2 separate regions of the Mus musculus genome follow, and region 2 is linked to region 1. Evidence: chromatin contacts called from public promoter capture Hi-C data. All regions are on one chromosome and are shown on one strand. Each heading gives the region's core, a stretch centred on a gene start, on an enhancer-like site or on the middle of the called end of the contact. The rest is flanking DNA. Distances are from core to core; before and after follow the strand shown. Region 1 holds the start of Cenps (centromere protein S). Region 2 holds the start of Ube4bos3 (ubiquitination factor E4B, opposite strand 3).

What was found. Capture Hi-C pulls out chosen DNA fragments and counts their contacts.
Region 2: a contact with region 1 is called in a promoter capture Hi-C map of pancreatic islet. The contact joins the promoter of Ube4bos3 here to the promoter of Cenps in region 1. A contact is called at or near these places in 8 of 39 promoter capture datasets (the 3T3-L1 cell line, the C10 cell line, the HPC-7 cell line and 4 more), 3 of 15 datasets of contacts at CTCF or cohesin (embryonic stem cells, large pre-B cells and pro-B cells), 52 of 484 Hi-C or Micro-C datasets (B cells, the C2C12 cell line, CD4 T cells and 28 more), 3 of 115 datasets of contacts at active chromatin or transcription factors (embryonic stem cells and memory CD8 T cells) and 4 of 9 other capture datasets (adipose tissue, embryonic stem cells, liver and 1 more).

Annotation. Positions count from the first base shown.
Region 1 is chr4:149,136,221-149,138,920 of GRCm38.p6, forward strand. It overlaps Cenps (centromere protein S), which reads right to left and starts at 1,380. Exons shown (of 5, transcript NM_027263.2): 1 at 1,256-1,380. The coding sequence starts at 1,303.
Region 2 is chr4:149,333,327-149,336,026 of GRCm38.p6, forward strand. Ube4bos3 (ubiquitination factor E4B, opposite strand 3) reads left to right here and starts at 1,313. Exons shown (of 2, transcript NR_131918.1): 1 at 1,313-1,402; 2 at 1,906-2,586. Ube4b (ubiquitination factor E4B) reads right to left here. Exons shown (of 27, transcript NM_022022.3): 24 at 1,786-1,977.

The DNA.
Region 1 (2,700 bases), core at 130-2,629:
CTGGGATTTGAACTCCTGACCTTCAGAAGAGCAGTTGGGTGCTCTTACCCACTGAGCCATCTCTCCAGCCCAGGTTCTGAATTTCTTAAAACAGGAGTGCAGGGCAGACAGCCGATGGGACGCAGATACCTAAGGAAGCAACCCCCAACCCTGAGCTCACAATCATTCCCAGCTGAGATGGCAGCTCTGATTCATCAAACAACTGAATATTGGCTCTGACACCACCCCGTGCAGTAGTTATCCGTATTCCGACTTTGCAAAGGAGAAAACTATATTTGGGCCACGACTAACTGACTAGAGGACCCGAAATCACAACCGACGCCAGAGGGTGGGTTCTAGGGCAGCCTGCCAGGGGCTGACTCCGGGCTCTGCAGCATAGAATAGACAACGTTTCCCAGGTCCTAGTGAACTGCTCAGGTCTCACTATGTAAACCAGGCTAGCCTCAAGCTCACACACACCGCTCGCTCTGACTCCTGAAATTAAAGGCCTGAGCCCCACGCACTGTCCTCGCTTGTTCCTGAGACAGGGTCTCTCTAGGTACTTAACTGATCTAAAACTCGTAATCCTCCTGCCTCAGCCCCTGAATTAGTCTGTGTGTCTCTCCTGCATCTCTCTCACCCTCACACGCGCTATCCCCAGCCTCTTTTGTTGTTTTGTTTTGTTTTGTTGTTTTTGTTTTGTTTTGTTGTTTTTGTTTTGTTTTTCGAGACAGGGTTTCTCAGTGTAGCCTTAGCTGTCCTGGAACTCACTCTGTAGACCAATTGAGAGATGTGCCTGCCTCAGTCTGGGATTAAGGACTTGCGCCGCCACCACCGGGCGGGCCCTCCTTTAAGACAGGGCCTCCCGTAATCCCGGTTGGCCTCGAACTCGGTATATCGCTGAAAATGACTCTAAACTGGCTTCTGCCTCCACCCTAAGCCTCTCGCTTCCACACACACCCCGCTCCGTGCTGGGGTCACAGTCGTTCACCACCAAGCCCGGTAGGTGCGGTGCTGGGACTCGAACCCATAGATTCCCTCATGCTGGGCAAACGCTCCTCCAAGCCCCATCGTCTCTCTGTAGCGCCCACACCCGACCCTCACAGCGCCGGGACACCCGGACTCTGGCGAGCTGGACGCAGGCTCGGCGGACCGCACCCCCTCCTTGCAGCCGAGCGACGCATGCGCACACGCGGAGGCCGGCTAGGGACTCGGGGCCTTTCCCTCTCCCAGGACCTCACGTCCTGCCCTTGCTGGGACCCCATTTATTTTATACCTGCCGGTGAGAGAACTCCTGCGGCTCCTCAGCCTCCACCTCCTCCATCACTGCGGACAACCCCGGTCGGCGCGCCACTGTCGGCTCAGACTTTCCCGCGCTACCTCTGCGACGGGCGGCGCCGAGGGTCAAAGCGCGAAGCGCCTCCTTCCTGTCCCGCGCGCGCCCCCTGGCGACAGCTCGCGGAAGGGTCTTAGCGTTGGTGTGACCCGGGGTTCAAGCATCTGTAAGAACGTGCGTGAGATGGCTCACTGGTTAGCAGTCACTGAGAGCACCGGCCAGACGCACCACCCACATCAGGTGGCTCACTAAACACGTGTAATTCCATCTCTAAGGGACACAATGTTCTCTCTTGGTCTCTCTTGGTACCCGCATGCAGATGCACACACAAATACACACATATGCATAATAAATATATAAGTAAATAAAAGTGTTTAAGTAAAAAATATATATATGTTGGGCCTGGTGATGCACCCTTTTAATCCCAGCACTCTTGAGTCATAGGCCAGTGGATCTCTGTGAGTTCCAGACCAGCCAGGGCTACATAGTGAAACTTGCCTTAAAATTAAAAAACAAAACAAAACAAAAAAAGCAAGAGTGTATAGCCCACAATTAACAGATGATAAAGCACTTGGCTGGCAAGATAGCTTTGTGAAAGCCAGGCATGGTGGCACATGCCTTTAATCCTAGCACTTGGGAGGCAGAGGCAGGCGAATTTCTGAGTTCGAGGCCAGCCTGGTCTACAAAGTGAGTTCCAGGACAGCCAGAGCTATACAGAGAAACCCTGTCTCGGAAAGAAAGAAAGAGAAAGAAGAAAGAGAGAGAAGAAAGAGAGAGAAGAAAGAGAGAGAAAAAAGATCGTTTTGTGGGTCAAAACACATTGCCCTGCAAGCCTGGGGCCCTGAGGCCCTGAGTTTGATTCCCAGAACTGACTCCAGAAAGTTGTTTTCTTACATCCACTGTGTGCTCACACTCACACAAACCAATAGCCAGTTGATGTAAGTTATGGAAGGCAGCGCCTTCTATGGTGAACCATTCACACACACAACCTCGTGCAAGGAACCTTGGATTTTTATGGCTCTTCCACCAGCACCAAATCAGTGATCAGTGAGATCACTGCTCAAACGCTATCCCCTCAGAGCGAGTGGTTCACGTTACCAGGGACAAGAGTGGCTGCTTCTCCATTATGTCAAGCTATACAGCGAGAGGCTCTGAGGTGGCTCTGCAATAATAACAGCTGCCGTTCCTGCAGACCAGGATTTGGTTCATGGCACCCACATGGTGGTTCACACCTGTCTATGATTACTGTTTCCAGGAGTCAGTGCTCTCTTCTGATCTCCAAGAGCCCAATTCATGCACGCAGGCAAAACACTCAGACATTAAAAAAAGGATCTGTAGAGAGGTCTGCCTGGCCCCGAAATGGCTGTAGCCAATGCCTACCAGCT
Region 2 (2,700 bases), core at 63-2,562, 200 kb after region 1:
CTGCATTTTAAAGCTTCCATTTCTAAATAACCACACAGGCCTGCTTCCTCTGCATATCCCCGCTCCACTCCCCTGTCCACGCCTGGAACCCCAGCACTGGGGAGGCAGCCGGCCGGCTACACAGCGAGACAGTGTCCCAAACAGTAAGAAACAACAAGAAGCATCGATACATTAATAATTGTGCGATAAAGTTGTAGTTGAAAAGACAGTGTATGGGCTGGAAAGATGGCTCAGTGGTTAAGAGCACTGACTGCTCTTCCAAAGGTCCTGAGTTCAATTCCCGGAAACCACATGGTGGCTCACAACCATTCATAACAAGATCTGGCACCCTCTTCTGGGGTGTCTGAAGACAGCTACAGTATACTTACAAATAATAAATAAATCTTAAAAAAAAAAAAAAGGCAGTGTATGATCAACACATACCTGCGATTCTAGCACTTGGGAGGCTGACACTAAAGGATCCTGGGTTCAAGGCTAGCCTGTCTCAAAAAAAAAAAAAAAACCAAACCAAACCAAACTAAGAAAACAAGAGTATATATACAACTCTTGTGTTTTAACATTGCTCCTTTGAATTAGCTATAGGCAGTGACCTTTGGAGAGTTCTGAGGATGGGTAACATATGCTGTGCATACAAAGATAGTGACATGGGAAGCAATATACCACACTCTGAACATTTAGGGAGATGGTGAGAATATGGGTACAGGGTTTGACTGCCAGTCACACATTCTCCCTCTATACCATACTTTCTGAGCCTGGACACGCCACTAAGCTCCTCTGTGCCCTGTGTTCCTTACTTTAAAACAAAGGGTTTAGTAGAAGCTGTGCCATAGAATTCATGCTTATCAAATGAGTGGTCAGAGCGGTATACAGTAAACACGAAGCATTACTGTGCTGCAGAGCTGCCCAGATGTCAGGCATGGTAGCACACATCAATGTACTCAAGAGGAGAGTTTGAGATCAGGAGTTCAAAGGCTAGCCTAGTCTACACGAGACATTATGGCAAAAGACCTGGGAAGAAAGATGCTCAGAGACCATGGAGGGGAGGAACCCTTTCCTTTTTCTCTGCAAAAGTCTCCGGCTGGACTAAGGGTTGAGCCTAGAACTTTGCAAGTTCAGGTGCTCTACCGCTGAACTATACTCCTAGCTCAATTTTGTTTTCATGGATGGTCTCAGTTAAGTCCAGGTTAGCCTTGAACTTGTGACCAACCTGTTTCCAGCCCCCTGAGTATTTGGGATACAGGCTTGTGCCACCAGGACAGTCAACAGGATCCCCTTCTGTGACATCACAGAGGGAAGGCCTGTACTGGAGGCTGTGGTACATGAGCTGACCTGACCCCCAAGGCTCTTGGATAAAGGAGAGGAGGCAGGCGTTGGCTTGAAGGCCATGTATTCATGGCAGCTGGTAAGCAGGGCGCTTGGGAAGACCTGCAATTTCCTGACACAGCAAACAGAGTTTGGAAACAGAATCTGTTTGGGGGTCTGAGGGATTAGGGGGCCAGCTCTGCTCTATTCTCCCAAGGAAGCATCAGTTCTTCTCCTGGACCAGCTGTGGTCCTCGACTTCATGTTCACTGCATTAACAACTTCTGAAAACGAGACTTTAAAATTCCTGCTTTAACCTCTTTTGAGGTGTGGAGTACACACACACACACACACACACGCACAGGGTGGAGGGGGACGACAACACACACACGCACAAGGTCTGCTGTGAAGGTGCAGACCACAGATGCCAACCACACGGCTCAGTGCCAGGCCTCCTGATGAGATGGGCCTCCTCAGTGCTCACCTGGTCATCGGCGATGGCTTTAGCAAAGCGAGCACAGTCCAATTGTAAATAAATATCTGTCAGTTGGTCCAACAGCTTCTTTGGCTCAAAACCATACTTCTCTGGGTTTTCAACTTTCAGGTCCCGGCACTTGGGTCCGCAGAGCTGCTGCAGGTTAAAGTTCAGCATGGCTGCTAATCGGGGACCAAGCTCCTAGGAAATGAAGGACAACAGGACGGTCCAAGCTGCTGCAAAGTCCAGGCCCAGAAGCTCCTACCCCAGTGGGAATGGGCTGCTCAATCTGCAAAGCACCCCTGAATTGTGCTGAGCTGCAGCACAAAGCTAGAGAAAGCATTGGAATCAAACATCTCCCCCGCCATTGATCTGAAAACCCCTATAATGGAGTGGTCTGATTGCATAGAGATGAACGCCCACAGAAGTCTTCTGGAAAGAGACACTTTCTCTTAGAGCATCACTCCAAAGTCACTGAGAAGCAGGGAGAGGACAGAGGCCCTCGCTGTCCTGTCACTGTGGCTGGGAAGCCTCATGTCCACATTTCCCCATAAACTTCTCAAGTCCCCAACAGTCAGGCACGTGTTGTTCTAATCTACTTACTGAAGAGAGAGAAGACGGTGACATTTGTCAACGGCGTACGTCTTGCCACTGTGATGAATTAAACTGACAGAATATTAAGGACAAATAGCCCTCAAGAGTCGGCAGGCCAACAGTACCTGCTGCAGCTGGGACAAACATGGCTTCTGAGCTCAGAGACAGCTGCTGTAGACCAGACATTAAATACTGACCAGCAAAAAGATTCCTTAACTAATGAGGTCCTCATGCAGTGACTGGGTTCATACAAAAAAATCTCCTGAGCTTCCTGTTGTAGAAATCATGGTTTTAGCCCAGTGTTGGAAAGCTGGGGGCTGAAAAAGTGCT